Regions from separate parts of the Mus musculus genome. Here all the other regions are linked to region 1. A link is a contact called in public ChIA-PET and Hi-C data. All regions are on one chromosome and are shown on one strand. The core of a region is the stretch at or near the end of the contact, and the rest is flanking DNA. Distances in the headings are between cores, read along the strand shown.

Evidence for each region. A called contact is a pair of places that touch in the nucleus more often than the background predicts. ChIA-PET counts read pairs in DNA pulled down with a chosen protein or histone mark.
Region 2: an RNA polymerase II ChIA-PET map of memory CD8 T cells shows a contact between it and region 1, with 21 read pairs. The contact joins the enhancer-like site here to the promoter of Capza2 in region 1. A contact is called at or near these places in 5 of 39 promoter capture datasets (3T3-L1-derived adipocytes, the C10 cell line, the HPC-7 cell line and 2 more), 1 of 484 Hi-C or Micro-C datasets (embryonic stem cells), 5 of 115 datasets of contacts at active chromatin or transcription factors (acute myeloid leukemia, embryonic stem cells, large pre-B cells and 2 more) and 1 of 9 other capture datasets (liver).
Region 3: a contact with region 1 is called in a Hi-C map of the G1E-ER4 cell line, with 3 times the contacts expected there. The contact joins the enhancer-like site here to the promoter of Capza2 in region 1. A contact is called at or near these places in 3 of 39 promoter capture datasets (the C10 cell line, the HPC-7 cell line and pre-B cells), 1 of 15 datasets of contacts at CTCF or cohesin (the NIH/3T3 cell line) and 1 of 484 Hi-C or Micro-C datasets (the G1E-ER4 cell line).

What each region holds. Positions count from the first base shown.
Region 1 is chr6:17,635,435-17,638,682 of GRCm38.p6, forward strand. Capza2 (capping protein (actin filament) muscle Z-line, alpha 2) reads left to right here and starts at 1,576. Exons shown (of 10, transcript NM_007604.3): 1 at 1,576-1,726. The coding sequence starts at 1,688.
Region 2 is chr6:17,849,820-17,853,067 of GRCm38.p6, forward strand. St7 (suppression of tumorigenicity 7) reads left to right here. Exons shown (of 16, transcript NM_001289624.1): 7 at 538-606; 8 at 2,439-2,593. Among named protein-coding and RNA genes, the nearest start is that of Gm52894, 10 kb to the left of the region's middle. Within about 2 kb of position 1,527, at least 6 of the 459 cell types and tissues checked have an H3K27ac peak or open chromatin away from gene starts, as enhancers often do. A contact at or near this core is called in memory CD8 T cells, where this site is marked.
Region 3 is chr6:17,768,783-17,772,030 of GRCm38.p6, forward strand. The region is part of intron 1 of St7 (suppression of tumorigenicity 7); the gene reads left to right. Among named protein-coding and RNA genes, the nearest start is that of Gm52895, 8.3 kb to the left of the region's middle. Within about 2 kb of position 1,724, at least 36 of the 459 cell types and tissues checked have an H3K27ac peak or open chromatin away from gene starts, as enhancers often do. A contact at or near this core is called in the G1E-ER4 cell line, where this site is marked.

The sequences.
Region 1 (3,248 bases), core at 326-2,825:
AGAAAGTTCTGACAGTGGAAAGAATGTGGGATGTTGAACAAAATGCCTAGGATTCAGTCGTATTCGAGCTATGTAGCATTGGATAAATTCCTGAGCTTTGGTTTGGACGAACAGTAATACTTACACTTACAATGGCAGGGAGCAATAAATAAAGCAAGGATTTAGGAACTATAAAAGAGGGAACTGATATTGACTTGTAGCTCCTGAGGGGTTTGGTCAGACACTGTTCTTTGTTAACTTGCATGCTGTCTCCACGGGTTTGTCTTCAACTGGACACTTTCAGTTCCCGCACATGTCAGCTTCCTCTTCCTGCTCTCTGCAAACGAACACTTTAGTAAGTCACTTAATGATAGTGTTCTTGGACCCAGATAGCTATTTGAGCTCTTTAGGGTCCTCTTACCTGTCATTTACACACAGCTGTCAGATTGACACCGCTGAGCATGTTCGGTTCATGTCGTGACACTGTCCAAATGCCCTCAAGAGCTTCTCACTTTCTAATTATTGAAGTCTTAACTACTAACTAAACTCTTAGTCCTTGGTAAAAACAAAGTGTGGTTTTCAGACGAGTAGCACTCCTCCTTCCTGGGAGCTTGTAAGAAATATAGATTCTCTGGTTTGCTCAGGCCTGCTGAACTAGCAACTCAATTTTATCAACATTTCCAGCTGCTTCCTGTGTCAGCTTTGACTTCAACCTTCCACCCCCCCCCCTTTTCTTTAACTTGAAGCTTCAGTAGTAGAGTTGCCAGATTTAGCAAATAAAAGTAGGAGACATCCAGTAAAATTTGAAAATAATAAATAATGGTTTTAGAATGCTTTAAATCCTTCATGGGACATTTACCTTAAAAATTGGTTGTATGAAATTGAAATTTCTACTGGATGACCTGTAAGTAGTTTGGACAGCCAGTTCATGAGGGTACAGATCCAAGGCTAACTTAACTTTTTTTTCTTTTTTTTTTACTTTCCAGGAGTACAATGCCTTCCCTAACTCAATGTCTAATTAATAGAGGTGAGCTTAAGAGCATTTTCTTTGGGATTTTTGTTTGTTTGGGTTTTTAAATCTACATTTCTTATTCCTAAGAACTAGCAAAATAGTCTTCCTATCATAAAAGACCAATAAATGTTTTTCGGATGAATAAATGAATATATCAAAAGTAATCTTTCAATTATGGACTGGATTGTGTGTGCCTATTTCAATTAAAACAGTATTTTTCCTAATACTTAAAAATGTTTTAAATTGGTACAGCTTTTCACATTTTAGCTGGCAGCGTTCAGGACTTGGTGGGAACAAAGTCATGGGCTCAGAATGTACTCATCGCCAACCGGGTCCATATGGTCATCGTTGACTAGAGAAGGCACCAGACAGAGCAGGATGACAGAAGATAACCATAGCAATCCCACTTTGGAGGCGCTGCGCACGCGCACAGCGGCGCTCAGGCCGGCGCTCAGGGGGAGGGAGGCGGAGCTCCGGGGGCGCGTGCGCGGCGGCCTAGGCTGAGGAGGCGGAGCTCCCAGGCGTGTGCGCAGTGGCTCGGCTCCCGGGAGGCGGAGCTCCGGGGCGCGTGCGCGGCGGCCTGGGCGGCGGGGCCCCTCCCTTGGCGGGGGCGCGCGGCGCGGAAGACCGCTCGGAAAGGGGGAAGTCAGGTGGCCGCTGCTGCCACCAGCGCCACGGTCTGTCGCCAGAAGGAAGATGGCGGATCTGGAGGAGCAGTTGTCCGATGAGGAGAAGGTAGGTGCCGCGGCGGTGAGGAGCCGGGCGGGCGGGAGGGCGGGAGAGGTGAGTGCCGAGGCGCGAGGGCCGGAGTCTGACCCCGGGCGGGCTCCGGTGGTGGGCCGCACGCCTGCGCTTCCCGAGCGGGGTGCTGCCCGGGCTCCCCGAGGCCGGGCCCCTCCGCTCCTTGTAGGGTGTGTGCTCCGAAAATAGGAAGCGGAGCCCGGCGGCCGCGGGCGGGAGCGGGGGCGGCGGGACCCGGCCCTGGGGGTCCGGGCTCGGGAGCGGCCGACGGCGGAGCGGCGCCGCCTGGCCTGGGGCTTTCGCCGTGAGGCGGGCGGGCGGGGAAGACGGCATAGCCGACCCTCACTTTTTCCTGCAGTTTCTCCTCCCCAACGCGAAGTGCTTCCTGGTTCCCCAGGGTGTTTCCTTCCCTCCGGAGGTCGCCGTCTCCACATCCCGCCCCTTCCCCCCCACCCCCCGCCATCTATTTCTTTTATTAATATTGTCATTACCTTTTTTTTTTTTTTAATTGCTGCTCCCATGTTCCCCGGAAGGCAGTATTGTTCACAAAGACACCCCTCCCTCCCATAGTTATTTTCTGCCCAACTTGGCTGCTTCCCCCTCTTGGGGCAGATTTGGTGACATCCCATCTTCCTGATAGGACCAACTCTGAAGAGGGCGAGCGGGTGCAACTCCTTTTACTGTGTGTTAAATGCTGTGACAGCATTAGGACCAAATGCACGACTCAAGTTCTCACATTTGTGATACGAAATCTGATCATTGAACTAAGGCTCTTGCCCATTTTCTTTGGCGACTGAGGAGACCGCGTACCAAGGGGCAAGTAGTGTGAGGGGGAACGCCATACGTTTTGAGTATTTTCTGGAAAAGACCGGGACGTTTTTTTCAAACTTAGACTTAACTGACATATGAGTGTGCTGCCCTTTGGAAATGTCTGATCTTAGCTTGTTTTTAAGTTCCAAATGAAGTACACCCATGTGGGAAACAGAACTCAGTTCTAGTAGGGTGTTAGAGAAACACTAAGGATATTTTCAGTTGGGACCCTCTCCTTTTATACTGCACCAGAATTAGTGTTCTCTTTCTCTTTGGTTGTTCAGAACTCAGCCTCTTTTATGGTTTTGGAAGTGTTCTGGCTTTCTCGTTTGTGCCCTTGGATGAAATGGTGATAACTTAACAAAATGGGGACAAGCATACCTTACTTTAATTCACAGAATTAGACCCTAAGTCGCTAAAAGTTGCTGTACAGTGTTTACATTTGTAGCATTGAATAGTTTAAAGCTATTTATTGAAAATATACCAGCGCATTACAAGAAAAATAGCGTTTCAGATTCAAAGTTCTTGAAGCGATTTTTTTCATGTTTTGTGTACTTTCATATAATTATTAGGAGGAGCTCAATTGGCTTGGAAGATAGTGAGAAGAGAATTGTTAGGGTGGGAATTAATGTAGATTTGCCATGTTGTTGGAAAGGCCCGGAAATTTCAAAATAAAATGAGAAGATTCCTTGACACCCAGTGTGCT
Region 2 (3,248 bases), core at 277-2,776, 210 kb after region 1:
TTTTTTTGCCTTTTTTTTTGTGGTGATTTTGGAGAAATTGGAAAGGGGGAACCATCGGACTTTAAACATAATTTTAGACAGAGGATGGATAGTTGTCCTGAGTGGGTTTTGTATGTTTTTTCCTTTTATTGATTTATGTTAGCCAACCCTTGCTGATTTGTAACTTGAGCTCTCCTGTTGTCATTCTTATGAACCATCCCACTCCTCGCAGTCCATCCCAGCCCTCTTCTCATCTTCCATCTTGTTTGCATGTTCTTTAAAAGTATGACCTGGGCCATATCTCCATAGTGCCACCCCTGTAGCCTCCCTGAGATGTTATTTGTCATCACGATGGCAGTTGGACATGTGGAAGCTGTTCTGTTGTCTTGAGCCGTTTTCCATACTGCATCTCATGCCACTGAGTCATGCCTCTTTCCTATGAATTTTCAGTCTGCCTCCTCCTCTTCAACCGCCCTGAACTCTGGAATGACATAGTAACTCTCCCTGAATGTTCCTATCAGTTTTCATTTCACCGACTATTTTTTTCTTCTTGGTCAGAATTAGGTCCAGAGTTGAAGTTCCCCTAATTGCTTCCTCTACCATCTGGGAGATAAAATTGTTACCAAAGTAAGTCAAGAACCTGTTGGGCACCCTACTTCTAACCAAACGAGACTTGTAGCCAATATCTGGATGGTTGACACTCCATCACCACACTTCTTGCTTCTGTGTGTGTATTGTGTTGTGACAAAGATGCATCATACCCATCTTCCACCAAGCTGAGATCCTGTTCTGTCTCCTGACCATTAGCAGTTCTATTGCTCTCTCTCTCTCTCTCTCTCTCTCTCTTTCATGCACAAGCTCTAGCATGTTCCTACCCCAAACTCACGAGTTCCCACATAGACATGTTTCTTGGCTAGTACGGCTATTTTCCCTCTCCTCCTAAGAATGCTATGTGAAATAAGAACACAGAGAGCAAACAGCCTAGTCCTAACTATTCTTGAGTCCCCCACCCACCAGCTGAAATCCTATAGTGAATTCCTTTAAAGCTTTGTCTACTGTTACTATTATCTAAGTATCCAGTTCATCACCCTAAAGCTTTTTTTGTGTGCAGGCGTCTGAAACCTTAAGTAATTTCTCTGATGCCTACCCCAGTAGTTCCCTTCAGAAAATCACGAGACAGTTTTAGCATCATAGTTATTCTTTCAAGTAATATATTCTACCCTGCCCTCCATAGTAATTGATTTTCTAGCTTTTATTCTAGGTATTTTCTCCCTACCTTATCATATTTACTTAAAGCCTCACCAATGGCTCATACTTGAAATTAGAAGGACAGGATGAAGAATTGGTAAGACTCTTCCCATCCCTAGGGATCAGGTGACTCCCAAACTTAACATTATCGGAGAAGCTCATATTTTCTCCTAGCTGGCTTGGCAGTTTTCAAACAGTAACATTTAGTTTTAATTTCTGTTTATTTCCTCCCTTGTGGTCTGATGGAGAGAAATAGGGCCCTGGCCACAGAGGAGCAGTGAAGAAGATGAAAGGGATGAGTGCAGATTAACACCCATGTGGTTTGTTCTGGCCCCCTTCTCTGACAACAGGTTGTTCTTTGTATGCTTTGGAAGGTTTGCATCTTTAAAAGCCTCCTGTGCTAATTAGTTAACTGCATAGCCTTTTTGGCTTCCTGCCTCAGAGAGTTGTTGAAAGGGTTATGTGACTTGATATGGTTAGTGCCAGGCACAATGTTTACTGTATACTCAGCAGCAAATGACAGTTCCTTGTTAGAGGCGTGAGGTTGGACTCTCCTTAGGTTGTGTGACTGCATCAGAGGTTGAGCTTTCCAGAAACTACGTTTCCAGGTTTTTCTTCTGTTTTCTGATGCAGAAAATCAGCATTGCTCTGGGAGTTTAAAACAGTGCTGCACTCAGTTTTTCAGTCAGAGACTTGATTTAGTGAATTTTATGTTCTGAAAAAATTCTTGCAGTGAAAACAGTCTGTATCCAGTAAAGAAAAAGGAAACGTGTAATTCTTGAAGTGTTGGACAGACCCATCCCCTAGTAGTTATTAAACTCTTCATTATTAGCTGACGGTCACTGAGCGTTCCCTCAGTGCTGACTGCTACACTAAGCACTCCACAGAAAGCATCTTCCGAACCTTCACAAAGACACGAAGTAGACCCCATGTTCTCCATCAGGGAAGCAGAGTGACACCTTGCCCCAGGTGACAGATTAAGAAGGGGCCCAGTCATATGTGAGCCCCATGTTCCTAACAGTACACATTATACCGCTCAAGCTAAACTATAGGTGTTTCTTTGTACCATTACTGTGTCAACAGCTGCAAACAGGTGCATGAATCAGTTGGCCATGCTGCATGTTTGACGTAACTCCTTGCCCTTCTGCATGAACTCCCACAGTCTACTGCAATGTCCTTGGATTTGTAATTTGTAATATCTGAATGGACAGGTGTGCAACTGCGTACATTCTCTTGGCGGAAGAAGAAGCGACAACTATTGCTGAAGCAGAAAAACTCTTTAAGCAGGCCCTGAAGGCTGGAGATGGTTGTTACCGGCGCTCTCAGCAGCTACAACATCATGGGTCCCAGTATGAAGCTCAACACAGTAAGGTTTCCTCCAGGGTGTTGTGCTGAGGGATCGGAATGGGAGAGTTAATTAGACCACAGGTTCAGTCTGGCTCAGAACCGGCCTCTCTTGGATTCTGTTAGATAAGGCACTTAGCACACTGCCAACTTGGTTAACCTTATATTCACATGCTTATTCACGCCCACAGAATTTCATTGCTGTAAACCAACAGCGATGCCATAAACAAACAACTTTTTGAGTTCAATAATTTCATCATTTCTCCCTTCCCTTCCCTCCCTCCAAAGCCTTCCATGCATCTTCTACCACAATAACTTTTAAAACTTCTCCCCAGAATTGCTTTCTGCTTCTTCTCTTTAGTGGTTTCATCTCAGCTGTTTCTCCATCTCATAGCTTTAAGTCCAGTTTAATAACTGAACATAAACTGGTTTTTAGCATCATAAAAATGTTATCCTCTAAGTCTTGCGGAGCAGGATTGAAAAAAGGACAATTTAGAATAAATCTTTTATTGGTTATAGTCTATTGGCATTTAGTTATTATTGAAGAAACATTAGTATTATCGTTGAGAGAGAAAGAACCACGAGTTCTTCATCACTGGTGTTTTCTTAAAATAATACTGTTTTTGTAAAATAACTTTTAAAAGGCTAAGACTCTTTACTTCAGCACCCTAAACTGA
Region 3 (3,248 bases), core at 474-2,973, 130 kb after region 1:
GAGGTTATTGCTCTTCCAGGAGATCTGAGTCCTTTTTCCTGTACCCATGTTGGGTGTGTCAAATCCACCTGTAACTCCAGCTCCAGTGGATCTGGTGCCTTCTTCTGCCCCTGCACATGTATGACAGACACAAGGATCTAGATATGAAAAAGATAAAAATTCTTTAAAAGCTTTTTCGGTTTGTGTTTTTAATTTCATTTAGTTTTCTTTTTTAAAATGTGCTTTTAAAAAGACGTAGATGCTGCCATTTTCTTGTAAAAAATAGCTCCATAATAATCTTTAAGTGACTATAGTATTATATGTTTAAATGGAATTCTTTTATTTTTTATTTTTTATAGATTTATTTATTTGTTTTATGTATGTGAGTACATTGTGGTTGTCTTCAGACACACCAGAAGAGGGCATCAGATTCCATTACATATGGATGTGAGCCACCATGTGGTTGCTGGGAATTGAACTCAGGACCTCTGGAAGAGCAGTCAGTGCTCTTAACTGCTGAGCCATCTCTCCAGCCCTTAAATGGAATTCTTTTTTTTTTTTTAATTTTTTTTTATTTTTTTATTTTTTTTCCATTTTTATTAGGTATTTAGCTCATTTACATTTCCAATGCTATACCAAAAGTCCCCCATACCCACCCACCCCCACTCCCCTACCCACCCACTCCCCCTTTTTGGCCCTGGCGTTCCCCTGTACTGGGGTATATAAAGTTTGCGTGTCCAATGGGCCTCTCTTTCCACTGATGGCCGACTAGGCCATCTTTTGATACATATGCAGCTAGAGTCAAGAGCTCCGGGGTACTGGTTAGTTCATAATGTTGTTGCACCTACAGGGTTGCAGATCCCTTTAGCTCCTTGGGTACTTTCTCTAGCTCCTCCATTGGGAGCCCTGTGATCCATCCATTAGCTGACTGTGAGCATCCACTTCTGTGTTTGCTAGGCCCCGGCATAGTCTCACAAGAGACAGCTACATCTTCTTGACTGTGCTCGTACACATTTCTATGACTGACCATAATATTTGTATGGATGGAGCCATCATTTGTGAGTTTAGACTTTTGCTAAATATTGCTAAATTACTTGAAAGAAGTCATCCAGTTTATATTGTTTGTAGTTCAAATCTGGGATAGATTGCACCTTTATTTTTAATTACAATGAAAAGTATAAGATTCAAGAGATGAAGATCTATCTTTAATACTTTTAAAATATAATATCAAATATTGTGACATTGCAAGGAAAGGTTCTCATTTATCAAGCTGGGGACTTTGGGAACTCTGTGATTTCTATGGCAATGATGAAAGTGGACAAGGCCACTCTGCCATGCCCTGCTGACTAGTTTCAGTGGGATAACTGCATAGTCATGGTAAAGTGAGCGAAGCCTCATGATATCCAACCTTGTCCTTTACCCTCTTTGTGATACAGATACACATAGAAATGCATTACTGAGCCGGAGTGCAGGGTTTCTGTTTGAGCTTCATTCCTTTGGCAGCATACAACTTGTCTTTAAAAGTGGGCATCGATGTACGCATGTGTTGATTTTGAAAGAACAAATAAAATGAGACCCCGAGTCAGAAAAATCTGTTGCATTTATGGAGTCATTTGAGTCCCCATAGAACACACAGAACATGGAGTCGCTAACAAAACTATCTGCAGAGGTGCACAGCAGTGCCTGCTATACCCCCACTTTACCAAGTCTCTGTATTAGCAGGCTCTCAAAAGTGTCAGCTCCCCCATCTGCTACCGTGAGGTGTTAGGAAGAGCTCACAGCTTTCTCACCCACAGTGAAGAACGAGTGTGCAGCAGGCATGGTCCAATCAATCGATCAGGAAACAGTGTCTCTTTTGAACTTCTTCTAGAAATTAGGCTGAACATTCCATTAACGTTTGCATCATGTCTAATAATCACTTTCATGGTGGCATTTTACCCCTTGATCCCCTTGCTTGTCCTCAGCCTCGGTTCCGCTAATGCCTTCCTTCCCAGTCAGCCTGCGCACATGACCTAACGAGTTTCATTAGAGTTGCTTCCCCAGGCGTCTGTGGGTGAGGGGTGGTTTATTACAGGAGCATGAGCATCTAACGAGTGGTTATAGACGTGAAGAAAGTGGCTCCCCTTCCCAAGCAACTGTTAGCTGCCTGGAGATCTTTTGGAGACTCATTTACCAGTGTTTAAATTGATATTTATTTTTTAAGTTGTTTTATTAATGTGTATAATAGCTTACTTTATAATAAGAGGATTACTTTTTCTCTAAGTTGTATTTTGAAAATACATTTTTAGAGTTTGTTTTTTTTTTTTTGTCTCTGGCATTTTTTTTTTATCAGTTGTAGACATATTTAATATCTATATAACCAGCTTTATAGCTGTTGCTTGTGGCTTTTGTTTTATGTCTTACCACCAAAGGCCAGGCTTTCTCTAAAATTAAAGGCCCCCATAAACCCTCCCTCCTTAACTCTTCCTGCCTGCATTCTTCTCTTTTGAATTTTTGATCTAGAAAATTTTTTTCTTTTTTTTTTCTGAAAAAATCTATAGCTTTTCCTGTTAAATATATAACATCCCTTAGTATCTTTAATCTGTGTGTTCTTTCATCAGGCTGATATTTAAATAATTAATTTTTTTTTTTAGTTTTGAGAATTCCAACACAACTATTTACAAGTAGGACAAATAATGTTTTGAGCAATCATTTCAACACACACAGAAAAGTCATGTTTTTGCTTCAGAATTACTGCATTAGGGCTGAATGTATGTGTCAAGGTAGAGCACTTGGGTAACATGTCAGAGTGTCTGGTTCCATTCATAATACTGCCAAGAAATAAAAAGCATTGATGTAGTAATTCATAAAGAATTAAACAGACATTCAAGAATGAGCTTTTGTTGAGTCATCAAACCCTGGCTGTAATAACTCTGGAGCACCCTGCTGATTGCTAGCTTTCTACTTTCTCAGGGCTGCCTGGAGCAATGTGTGTGTGTGTGTGTGTGTGTGTGTGTGTGTGTGTGTGTGTGTGTGTGAGTGTGTGTGTGTGTTCTTTCAGTATGGTGTTTTTGGTTTTAACTCCTTTTTTTCTTCTCGGTTTTGTTAAGACAGGGTTTCTCTGTGTATCCCTGGCTGTTCTGGAACTCACTCTGTAGACCAGGCTGCCCTCGAACTCAGGGAGTTTGCTTCCCAAGTGTTGGGATTTAAGGTGTGCATCACCAGACCCAGCTTTGTTTTCACTTTTAAACTTAATATTCCAGTGTAAGAAGAATGGCACAATATTTATG